Linked DNA regions of Mus musculus: regions 1 and 2 are each linked to region 3. The links are chromatin contacts, called in public promoter capture Hi-C maps. All regions are on one chromosome and are shown on one strand. Each heading gives the region's core, a stretch centred on a gene start, on an enhancer-like site or on the middle of the called end of the contact. The rest is flanking DNA. Distances are from core to core; before and after follow the strand shown.

What was found. Promoter capture Hi-C pulls out the DNA fragments that hold promoters and counts their contacts.
Region 1: a promoter capture Hi-C map of the C10 cell line shows a contact between it and region 3. The contact joins the enhancer-like site here to the promoter of Virma in region 3. A contact is called at or near these places in 8 of 39 promoter capture datasets (the 3T3-L1 cell line, the C10 cell line, embryonic stem cells and 3 more), 3 of 115 datasets of contacts at active chromatin or transcription factors (bone marrow-derived macrophages, embryonic forebrain and pro-B cells) and 1 of 9 other capture datasets (adipose tissue).
Region 2: a promoter capture Hi-C map of pre-B cells shows a contact between it and region 3. The contact joins the enhancer-like site here to the promoter of Virma in region 3. A contact is called at or near these places in 4 of 39 promoter capture datasets (cranial neural crest, embryonic stem cells, neutrophils and 1 more), 1 of 15 datasets of contacts at CTCF or cohesin (large pre-B cells) and 2 of 115 datasets of contacts at active chromatin or transcription factors (large pre-B cells and pro-B cells).

The regions. Positions count from the first base shown.
Region 1 is chr4:10,891,616-10,895,528 of GRCm38.p6, forward strand. It overlaps 2610301B20Rik (RIKEN cDNA 2610301B20 gene), which reads left to right. Exons shown (of 6, transcript NM_026005.3): 5 at 1,648-1,743. Among named protein-coding and RNA genes, the nearest start is that of 2610301B20Rik, 19 kb to the left of the region's middle. Within about 2 kb of position 1,691, at least 1 of the 459 cell types and tissues checked has an H3K27ac peak or open chromatin away from gene starts, as enhancers often do.
Region 2 is chr4:10,912,606-10,916,906 of GRCm38.p6, forward strand. No RefSeq gene overlaps it. Among named protein-coding and RNA genes, the nearest start is that of 2610301B20Rik, 40 kb to the left of the region's middle. Within about 2 kb of position 2,331, at least 45 of the 459 cell types and tissues checked have an H3K27ac peak or open chromatin away from gene starts, as enhancers often do. A contact at or near this core is called in pre-B cells and pro-B cells, where this site is marked.
Region 3 is chr4:11,483,816-11,487,852 of GRCm38.p6, forward strand. Virma (vir like m6A methyltransferase associated) reads left to right here and starts at 2,143. Exons shown (of 24, transcript NM_001347055.1): 1 at 2,143-2,290. The coding sequence starts at 2,228.

The DNA of each region.
Region 1 (3,913 bases), core at 441-2,940, 590 kb before region 3:
TTGCAGAAATATTACTGGAAAAAAGTATATATTAGTAAAATATATTGAAACAGCACTATCAAAAAGAGCAAAAGCAAAATTGGAAAATATATAAAGAAAACTTGAGTCTGAAAGAAATTCCTTGACTAAAGCACTTTGTATTGAGAGCCAGTGTCTATACTGCCTCCCTAGTCCCATGGAGACTGTCTTGTTTATTCACTTTGTTGTCCTTGTAAGTACTTTGTGTGTAGGGAAAAGCCGTTGACTACTGGGTCTCCCACCCTGTTACTGTGTGTGTGCTCATGCTTGTATGTGTGCACTCCTCTCTCCCTCCCCCCCTCTCCCCCTCCCTCCCTCTCCTCCTCCTCCTTCCCCTCCCCCCTCTCTCTCTCCCTCCCTCTCCTCCTCCTCCTCCTTCTCCTCTCTCTCCCCCTCTCTCTCCCCCTCTCTCTCCCCCTCTCCCTCTCCCTCCCTCTCTTTCTCTCCCTCTCCCTCCCTCCCTCCCTCCCTCCCTCTCCCTCTCCCTCTCCCTCTCCCTCTCCCTCTCCCTCTCCCTCTCCCTCTCCCTGTGTGTGTCTTAACAACTTGTCAACTTTTTATTTTTATCAAATGTATCTGTTGAATCTGTTTATTAAATATTTCAAATAATGGAAGTTTCTGTCGCTGCAGCAGCAATTCATACTTCTCTTAAACTTGTATATAGTATCACTTTTCTTAGACACCATGTTCACATATACACCTCTACTTCGTAGTACTTTCAGGAGACCTGCTTGTTACTTCATCTCCTTAGACAGGCACTGGGTCCTCATTCTCCAACATAGCCACAGTCTTGCTATTCATTGTATCTTTGCCATCACTATTCAAGCATGATCTTTTGCTCCCTCAAACAACCCATAGTCGTTCTTAAAGAAACTGCTTAATGAGACCAGTCCAGGCTACCCTATTCAAATTCCAACCCATCTCTACCCAGTATTCCTAATTTCCTTACCCTAATCTGTTATTTCATTCAAAGCTCCTTTCATGTGCTAACATAGTAATACCTTATTTACAGTGAATCCTGTTTAGTTACTCTGTCACTAGAATCCAAGAACATCACAGGCAGACAGGTTCTCAGCAGCCTTTTGTAATGGGCAAATGAAAGCACTTATGCCAGATATTTTGGAAACAGCAAGTGATGGTTCCAGCATTGAAGCATAAATGGAAGAGAGTTTGGTTTCAGTGTAGCATTTCACATTCTTGATATGCCAATCCACTCTTCATTTTATGCCCATATATTATTCATTTATATATGTATATATGCAGATATCATGCAAGACTTTTATAAGATAGATATGAAAATTAACCTGGAAGCTTTTTTTGTTGTTTTTGGTTTTGTTTCTTTTGAAACAGAGTCTTATTGTGTAGCCCTACCTGGCTTAGAACTCACTATAAAGATCAAGCTGGCTTTGAAATCACAGTGCTAAGATATTTCCCAAGTGCTGGGATTAAAGGAGTGTACTACTACATCTAACCAGAAAGCTTGAACATATAAACAGTCCTTTAGTACAAACAAGTACAGTTGGTAAAGCTGTATCTTTCTGTTGTTTATTCAGTTATCTGGAGCATTTGCTATATTTTCATATTTAAACAGCAATCATCTCTAATGCGTATTTCCTTCTCTCTGAGCAGAGCATGTGACCGACTGCGTTGTGTAGCCTGTGATTTCCGGATAGTGAGCTACAATGACTATATGTGGGACAAGTCATGTGACTACCTGTTCTTCAGGTATGTTTCTGAAGAGTTTCGCCTATGAAAAAATGTACTAAGGGCTTTTCATTTCTTGAGTGTTTGTGTGTTTTGTTTGTTGGTCTAGTCACGTGGTCTCTGACTCTTACCCTCCTCATCTTTTTTAATCTGTTTGCCGTCAGCCTACATAAGGATAGGTTTCGGAATGAGAATACAGAGGTAGCCGCTCTGATGTTTGCTCGGGAACCTCCTTGTTGAGACCATTCTTTGCATGCTCACTCTCACAGCAGAGCTCTGAGGATGGTGTCATCCTGCCGGGTCCTTCTGCATGCAGATGTCACCGTCAGAACCCTCCATCATCCAGCTTCTCTCCACCTCCAGCTTAGCTCCATCAGAGCCTTTGGTCGCATTCTTCCCAGCTGACGGTGCAGGTTCCATCTCCTGACATGTCTGACCCCATTCCTCTCCCCAGACCCTTCCTGCCCTGTCTGCTTCATCATGCATCTTGCTTTCTTCATTTATCACTCTGTTTGAAACTCACTTGTGCACTCGTGTGTTTCCAACACAAAATATACAAACACATGGAAAAGTCTTAACTGCAGAAGTTTTGCAGTCCTGACCCCAAAAAAAAAGTCTACTGTAGTTCCAGAATCCCAGGTTCAACCACCTGCTCTCAGCTTCAACCATTTTTACTCTCACAGTTTAAAAATTAACTTTAAATTTCAGACCTCTTTGGTGATGGGGGGGCTGTTGTTTTGGTTTGGTTTGAGTTTTTTTGGATTTGTTTTGGTTTGTGTTTTACTATTCACTATCTCCTGGTTAATCTAACAAAGTGACTAAGCATTCTCATAAGTGACCAACATGGACATGAATTTTTATAAGACCAGCTAGTGAGGTGTGTGTAACATCGAAACAGTAGCAAGCACAGGCACAGAGTAAGTTCTGGTAAGTGATTGACTTGGTACATGAGAAACATACAGTGTCTCAGTCGTCCAGAATGGTAGATGTGGTACGCTCTGGAAACTGAGGCAGGGGGACAGTGAGTTCAAGACCAGACCTTATTACAAGAGAAAAGAGACACCAGTTAGTTTACTGTAGGTGTTTGATAGTTTCATTTTAGAATATAGTTTACCAGAAATAGTGATTACTAGAGCTATATTACACTGTTAAAACTAAACTGGTAGTTATTACATAAATCAGTGAAAAATAAACTGAACACTCAAGATACATAAGAATATGTTTAAAAGACAAGGGGATAACAACTAAAGAATATGGTCATCTCAACCAAGATGCAAGTTATTGATGCATCTATTTCGTGTAAGTCCTTAGCATTTCTTTATCCAGTTGACATTCTTCAGCACCTCATTGGCCACTCTCAGAAGCTGAGAGGGAGACAGCATAGAGAACACCACACTGAATGTGATAATAGAGCTAGAGGAAAGGGAAGATGGATACATTTCACCTCCAGCACCCAGAAAGGTAGAGTTTGAATCAGGACTTCATGCATGCTAGCCAAGAACTCTGAATGGAGTATGTCCCTAGCACTTAAGGGGTATTTTTAAAGACACAGAGAGAGGTGAAGTCAGATGGCATGAGTGGAGAGTCAGAAGTAGTTTGAACAAGGACAAAAGATGTCAAGAGCTGAAGTAGTATAGAGAAGTCAAAAGGGCCCAAGAACACCTGGGCAATGGTGGTGCACTATTCATCCTAGCAGTCAGGAGGCAGAGGCAGGTGGACCTCTTGAGTTCACCTGCACAGGCCTTTGTGGCACAGGTGAGTGTCTGAGGTAGGGTGAGCCTTCTCACTCTGTTCCCATGCCTGTCCTCTTGAGTGACATCAGTAGCTGTTCAGAATAGTCACTTCTAGAAGACCTGTCATTAAAAAGTATCTCTTCCTACATAAACTCCTTCCCATCAGCATTCAGGATACATCTGCTCAAATAGCCCTGACATAGCCATCCTTCCCTTTACCATATAAGCCCAAAACATCTTAACAAAACAACTCTGCACTGGCTTCTTCCAAGCTGCCCTCTTGGGTAATAACATCCAATCTCATGACTTCAACTGTGAATCCTCTTGGAACTTCAGAAGGTTTCAAGAAGCCTAGCTCAGGAAGAGTTTAAAGCCAGCCTAGTCTATGGAGTGATTTCCTCGATATCCAGGACTGCACAGAAAAACCCTGTCTCAAAAAAAAAAAAAAAAAAAAGCTT
Region 2 (4,301 bases), core at 1,081-3,580, 570 kb before region 3:
AATTCTTACTGCAGCCAATGTGTGGTTGAGTCGCCAGGTTACGTTCCTAGCTGAGGGAGCTGGCAAAAGAGGGAGGCCCTGAAGGTACTTTACCTGGGGAAACATCTCACAGTGAAAAAAAACAGACACGGGGCGGCAGAGAACTAGACCTACTATTCTGGCCCTACAGAAGTAACCCAGTCAATTGAGAATCTGGCCTGTAGGGGGCAGACCTGCACCAAGAATCACACTGTTCTCAGGCTTTGGTCTCTTGGGGAAAAGTGCCTAGAGTTTTAAAACACCCATTATGTTTGTTTCTTTGTTTCTTTGTTTTTCATCAGATCCCACCTGCTGTTGTTCCCAGTGGCTGTTGTTATTCCTCTGGGCAAAATGCCCTGTTCTAATCCACACAACTGTTTGCAGGTACAAAGAGTAAGCATCACTTTAGCAAGTCTTGTCGAGGTCTTTGGTGATGCTTTCTGCCCAGATGTGCCTGTAGCCAGCGTGGAAATAAAATATGACAAGTTAGCTGACTCACCTGACCAGTCTGTTCCTGCAGCACTGCAGGGAACCTAGGGAGACTTGGGGACAGCAATAAGGTGACTCCTCCATTACAAGAAGTGATTGGAGTCCAAGATGCTGAGGTTGGCAGAGTTGTGCTGACAGGCCTTTGAGGCCAGGAGACCATCTCTTCGTGACCTTTGAACATGGGTGTTCAGCACATGCAATCCAAGGGTGCAATGGTATGGTTTTGTTTCTAAGGTTTTATAATTACTGCAGAAAATAAAAAATAAGAATGCAATGCATAGAAAATCAGAAATTACTCTACCGCCCCAAATGACACGCACTATTTACCTGGTGTCTATCCTGGATTTTACAGAAATGAGCACAAACACTGGGCAGGGGTCTTGCAGGGCTTGAAAGGCCTCTTCCTCCTGCCCATGAGCCACTGTTAATGCTCTTGCCCTACAGAAGGGCTGGATGCCAGGAACTAAGTCCCTTTCAGTACCTGTGCTTGTAGCCAGTTGCCATGGTATCAGACCCTGAACTCAAGGTCCTTGCTTTCTAAACCCTGACAATATCCTAGACCCAGGATCCCACATGTATCCTCCAGCGCCACAGATCAGCCACCTGACCCCAAGTGACCCCACACCTGCATCTTCACATGCTGCTAGTCTCAATTTGCCACCCTGTGACTAAGAACTGAGCTCCTTAGGTGGGGTCTCCCCTCCGCAGTGAGAATCTCTAAGGTGAAGGCCAGCAGCCTCTCCCCAGACAATCTGCAGGTCTCAAAGCCTCCAGCCAATGAGAGTGCCCGAAGAGGAAGGCACTGTGGGAGGGGAGGGGAGGGGAGGTAAGGTGGAGGCTGCACACCGGGCTAACCCATTGCTTTCTCCACAGATGTCTAAACTCAGGGTGGAACTGTGCGTGCCCTTGAGAGCTGGGTTGACTCCAGCTCTTGGTGCTTAAGCTCCATGTGTCCTAAGGCACCTACCACATGGCTGGTGCCATTCACACCTTTTCTGAATGGGGCGTCCCTTCATTTCACAGAGGAACCATGGAGAGAAGGTTAGTACTTAGAGAACACCAGAACTGGGAGTCACATTGTCCAGGTCGTCATTCCAGCCTCTCCATTTTACCGAAGAACCCACAGGCTCAGAAGGCTAACAGGACATGCTTCTAGACATAGTTGGTATATAACATTGTAAGATAACAGTCTTGGGAATCAAGGCCAGCCAGGACCAGAGTTTCTTTGCTGCCATACCCTTCTTTTAAGCCTGCCTAATTCTATTCCCTTTTGCTTATCAGGTGTGGCCTTCCTTACCCAAGACAGATCCCTCCAGATAGTCCCCTAGCCTCTGCATCCCTCTTTCTACCTCTCTTTCCCCAGTCAACGCAAGAAGTCCTGCCAGCCTTTCAGAAACATACACCCTATCTTAGGGTTTCCATTGCTGTGACAAAATGCCATGACCAAAAAGCAAGTTGGGGAGGAGTTTACTTGGCTTACACTTCCACATCACTGTTCATCACTGAAGAAAGTCAGGACAGGAACTCCAACAGGGCAGGACCCTGGAGGCAAAAGCTCATGCAGAGTCCATGGAGGGGTGCTGCTTACTGGCTTGCCCCCTTGCTTTCTTACAGAACCCAGGACTACCAGCCCCAGGGACTGTATCACTCACAATGGGCTGGGCCATCCCCCATCCATCACTAATTAAGAAAATGCCTTACAGACAGATCTTATTGAGACATTTTCTCTACTGGGAGTCCCTCCTTCCAGATAAGTCTAGTTTGAGTGCCAAGTTGATGGAAGACTAGCCAGCATACCCCCTAACCACCCGCCCCAAAGGGAAACAGCTGCCACACACCCTCCCGCAGCTGTGGAGAGCTGATAACAGCTCATGGTAGGTTTAGTGAGTGTGTGTATCTGTGCCTGTGTCTCTGCACATGCATTCATGAAGACATGTCACACATGCATGTTGAAATCAGATGACAACTGGCCCAAATATGTTCTTTTCCTCACCATGTGGGTTGTAGGGATCAAACTCAAGCCATCAGGCTTAGCAACAAGTCCCTTACCTTCTGAGATTTGCCAGTGCCTTATGTAATTTTTGAAAAGGTAACATATTGGCAGAGCTCAAAAGTTCCCAATTCCATGTTTGCCCCACCCCACCCTCAGCCCCTTCCTATCCCAACTTTTTAAAGGTAATTCTAGTTATTCTCTAAGCAAATGAAAGAGAGAGAAAGAGAAAGGGAGGGAGAGAGAGAGAGAGAACCATAAGGAAACTGGTTTTACTAAGAGAATTTTAGGTACTCCGAGAGTCTCATGAGTCACAAAGAGCTTTTTCTGTGATAGTTCTTTCTTGTAGCTAAAGCTCCTTACTCTAAAGAAAACTGGTTCCCACGGGACCCTATCATATGACTGTCACCCACTGTCTTAGTCAGAGTTTCTATTCCTGCACAAACATCATGACCAAGAAGCAAGTTGGGGAGGAAAGGGTTTATTCGGCTTACACTTCCATGCAGCTGTTCATCACTGAAAGAATTCAGGACTGGAACTCAAGCAGGTCAGAAAGCAGGAGCTGATGCAGAGGCCATGGAGGGATGTTCTTTACTGGCTTGCTTCCCCTGCCTTGCTCAGCCTGCTCTCTTATAGAACCAAGACTACCAGCCCAGAGATGGTCCCACCCACAAGGGGCCTTTCCCCCTTGATCACTAATTGAGAAAATGCCTTACAATTGGATCTCATGGAGGCATTTCCTCAACTGAAGCTCCTTTCTCTGTGATAACTCCAGCTGTGTCAAGTTGACACAAAACTAGCCAGTACACCCACAAAGAGCCACCACCAGCTGTCTCGTTTCTAGGTCTGAGAGAGGAAGGGTGGCTCTAAGACCTCTCTTCACTCATTTGTTGAGCACTCTTATACTAGGGACTGAGCCAGGTCCTAGGCACAAATACAGTCCCTTCACTTGTAGTAAAAGGGAAGACAGCATAGGCCAAGCCTATGCTGAGACTGTTCAACTGCAGTTCCAAACAGTTCCCTACTTAACAATCAGCTGGGTCCTGTAGCCAAAATGTGCAAAGATGGTATGGGGGTTGAACAGGAATGGTACCATAGGCTCATCTATTTGAATGCTTACTCACAAGGGACTGGAACTCTGTCTTAGTTAGTGCCAAACCTATTCAACCCACCACAAACTCTTTGATAAGATTAGAAGGCTTAGGAGGGGTGGTCTTGTTGGAGGAGGTGTGTCACTGAGGGTGGGGTTTGAGTCCCATGCCAGGACCAGGGTCTTTCTGGGCCTTTAGATCAGGACGTAGCTGCCATCTACAGCTCCAGTGCCATGCATGCAGTGCGCTCCCTGCCATGACAATGAACTAAGCCTCTGAAACTGTAAGCAAGTTCCCAGTTAAATGCCTTTCTGTTTTTATGTGTTGCCTTGATCTTGGTGTGTCTTCACAGGAGTAGAGCAGTGACTAAGACAGACGAGATGGATTTGGCTTCAGGTACGGTTTGATTCAGAGCTTAAATTATGTCACTGGGAGCCTTCCTTTGGCTCTGCATCTCTTGGGCTACTTGCAGTAACCCAAGCTTACATTGTCACCAGCTTAGACTGGTGGAAGTATGAGAGTCACTGATCCAAAGCCCAACAGTCAGGTGCCCTTAACCTTGAATGACTGTGTACATCACCTGCCTGCTCCCGAACCAATCACTGAAGCCACCAGGGATGGATTGTACCCACTGGCCTGGTCACACGATCCACTTCAGAGTCCAGGGTTTGGACAATGCTACCCAAAGCACATAGATTGAGAGCTGAGGAGTG
Region 3 (4,037 bases), core at 893-3,392:
CCCATGATTACTCTAAATATTGAGCTTAATGAGATGAAAACTTATATTCACACAAAAATTTCCACACACAAGTGCACGCACACACACACACTCCTATCTCTTAGGAAGAAGAGAGAATTGAAAAGCTTACAAATTATTTCATGAGAGATTGTATCCTTGGATCGATAATGATGTATTTGTCAAAACTGTACAATACTCAGTAATTATAATATATCAATATTGGCTGATCAATTGTAATATATGTACAATCTTACTTCAAGTTATTAATAGAAGGGGACTTGGGGTGGGGAAAGAAAAATATGGGATCTCTCTATACTGTCTGTGAAATTTATTGTAAAACTGCTCTTAAAAAGGGCACATCCCTGGAATCCCAACGTTGGGAGGTGGAAATAGGAGATGTACAATTTTCACATCAGCTTGGGCTACTTAACTGGCTTAAAAAAATTGTGGGTTAGGGATATAGATCCTTTTAGAGTACTTGCCTAACCTCAAGATCCTAGGTTTGATTTCCAGAACTGGAGAAAAACAAGAGTATGAGTGGACTTTTAGACTTAAAGGTATTTCTTTGGTTTTGTTTTTTGTTTTTCCTAGCTGAGGGAGAAGAATATGCACGTTTACTTGCTGTTCCCTCCCCACATAGTCTTGTTAAGCAGAAGATAGACATGAAAAACGTCGGTAAAAGGGGAATCCCACAGACAGCTTGAGTCCTGTTCCTTGTTTAGATAGCCTGCCAGTCTATTGTAAAATCCTGGCCTCAGCCTTCAGTGTGAAACCTCAATTTTATTTTTTTTTTATTTTTTTTATTTTTTTAAAGATTTATTTATTGATTATATGTAAGTACACCGTAGCTGTCTTCAGACACTCCAGAAGAGGGCGTCAGATCTCGTTATGGATGGTTGTGAGCCACCATGTGGTTGCTGGTATTTGAACTCTGGACCTTTGGAAGAACAGTCGGGTGCTCTTACCCACTGAGCCATCTCACCAGCCCCCGAAACCTCAATTTTAAAAAGAAGAAAATGTCCTAAGGGAAGGTCATGAGATCAAATACAAGACCTTGAACAAATCTAACAAATGAATAGACAGTGTCTAGTTGAAAGCAATTCTGGCAAACATACAGGAGAATGGAGACATTTTAAGCCTCCTCAGCAGAGCACGACAAAGAGACAGTTATATAAACCCTGAGAGGGAGATAGCCTAGGCACTGAGCTGATCCACCCCACTCTCTCCCTGATGGCCTGTTCCTACTTTTGCTGATCTGCTTTTGTTTTGCTACAACTTTGTGTCTTGATGGGTGGTTCCTGAGAGGACCAGAATAGAGAAAAATTCCTTCTTAACACTCCCTAGGACTATGTATAGTTTCAAGTGTCCAGCACTTGACAGAGAAACTATTCATAAAATTAAAACAAACACACTTTTTATTTTGAGGCAGGGTCTCACGGAGTAGTAGTCTAGGCTGGTCTGAAGCTCAAACTCTTCCTTTGTCCTTTAAATGCTGGAATTGGCAGACTGCTTGTCAGCCAGAAATAGACTTTGTGCTCTCTCTTATATTCGTGACGTTTCATTTATATACCTTTTTGAACCTTATAAGAATTAATCCTCATAATCAGCTCGTGGGATTATTCATCATATTTAACATTTTCATAAACGAGAAAATTTTCCTTTCGTTTGCTGAGACAAGTTGTCTCCCTCCCTCTTTCTCCCTTTCCCTCATTTTTTGAGACACGGTCTCATGTAGCTCAAGCTGGGATTCAACTCCTGGCTGGCCTTGTGTGTGCTCTTTTCTTCTCTTTGAAAACAGTGTCTTTTCAGATTCCCTCATTGCATGGTTTTGTTTGGAGAGCATGCCTCGTGGGAGGCATACGGTGCCGTGTGTCTAGATTTGGCACACTTTCCTATCTTCTAGAACTCATCGCCTCTCGCAGGCGTCGTGGCTCCGCTACTCCGGAGAACCACGGGATTTGGACCACTGCAAACACCGTAGTCCCCGCCCCTCTTTTTTTTTTTTTTTCCCTGCCCCTTTGGGCTCGCAGAAGGCGCCCTCCGCCGCGCTGGAGGAGGCGGGGCTTACGGCTTAAGTCAGCAAGCTGCGATGGGATTGGTGGAGGCTTGAGACGACAGCGTCCTGTTTACCGGAAGTACTGCAGTTTTCCCCCTAGCTGGAGCCTCGGCCTGGGAGGTTGGAGAGCTGCCCCGGAAGTCATCTCCCGGTCCCCCGCCCGCGGCAGACATGGCGGTGGACTCGTCTATGGAGCTGCTATTTTTAGATACTTTTAAACATCCGAGCGCTGAGGTAAGGCCTCGCGACCCGATTTCGACACGGCCCCTCAGTTCCGGTACCCCTGCTGCGGAGTCGGGGGCCGTCCGGGCGGTGTCCTCCCTCAGTCGCGCGCGCGCGGGGGTCCTCTGGTCCACACCCCCTCCCCCAGCCCGGTGCGAGCCCGGTGGCCCTGGGCGGCGGCCCTGCCTTTCTCGGCTTTGATTTGGGGCCCGCGGCTTCAGTCGAGTCAGTCGCGCTGCTGACAGTTTGTCCTGTCAGCGTTGAGTCCTGCGGAGGGTCCTTGGTCTCAGGTGTACTTCGGGTGGGATGCAGGCGTGAGCTTGGGCATCTGGTTTTTGACAGTAGTGTCGGGTTCTGGATGCCCTCAGGGTACGGACTATCCAGGATCCTAAGTCCTCTTCTATCTCTCTTCTAACGGCGGTCTCATTGCTCAATTTGTCATAGCACTTCAATAGTTTGGGAAGGAATTCACCTATTAGGACATGACAGATCTACGAGAATCTCCTTTGCGTGGAGGACACTTGCGAATCATGCAGTATTGAAGGACTAAAGACTGTCATTAGAAAGCAAGTCTGTTGTTTTCAGGGGACGAAGGTGGGGTGTTGCGTAGTTTTGTGTACAGAATTACTTTAGCGTCCCTGAAAGGCCTTGGAATTCTTAAGTTGAATGTACTGAATGTAGCGAATTAACGAAGATTCGCAAAAATGAACTATAACGAAGTCCACAGAGAAATTCGGCTGCGAGGAAGAGAGAGTAAATGAACAAGCCTCATATTTGTTTGTTTCACCGGAAACCTAATCATTTCGAGAGTCATTCTTTGGGGATTGTCTTGTTTCTATGAAGACTGTATTCTTTTTTTTTTTTTTTTTTAAGATTTATTTATTTTATGTATGTGGGTACGCTGTCGCTGTCTTAAGACACACCAGAAGAGGGCATCAGATTCCTTGTGAGCCATCATGAGGTTGCTGGGACTTGAACTCAGGACCCCTGGAAGAGCAGTCAGTGCTCTTAACCGCTGAGCCATCTCTCCAACCCTACTGTACTCTTAATATGACAACATGAAAGTAGGGTAGAGTGTCTCCTATTCTTTCTCGGTTGTATGTCCTGGGTTTAGACCGTACCTAGGAAAACATAAGCATCTGAATGAGAAGAGATTTAAAATGTTCTCTTATGAAGTAATGAAATGAGTACGGCTGCATTTTCTTGAATAAATGAATGAGTGACTGCTGGGCTATGTAATTCCAGCCAGACTTGAGAAAACGCAAAATGGCTGCCAAACGCAAAATTGTTACCAGAACAAACATCTTTATGGAAGTAGAGAACAATAAAATTTAAAGAAAGAACCAGGCATGGCATTAATGTTTTTTATCCCAGTACTTGGGAAGCCCAGGTAGGCAGATCTTTGTGAGTTTGAGGCCAGTGAACTCTCATAGCAAGTTCCAGGACAGTCAGGGTTACATAGTAAGAGTCTGTCTTAAAACAATTTTTTTTGGAAGAAGCATACATACCTAGTACTAGTCTACCAAGCAATTTGTCATTCTTTCAGGCTTTTCTATCCTTCGTTCTTAGACAAAAATTAAGGATCCTAGGAAAACAGAGCAGGTTAAAAAAATACTCTCCGGGAGTGGTTGAAGGTTTAGAAAAAAAAAATCCCATTTGACTTTATCTTGGAAGAGTAGGGGTTTGTAAGAGGTATAGAAATGTTTGGTTCGAGTTAGAATATGTTGTGTAAAGAGGTACACTGGGAATCCTGTGAAGT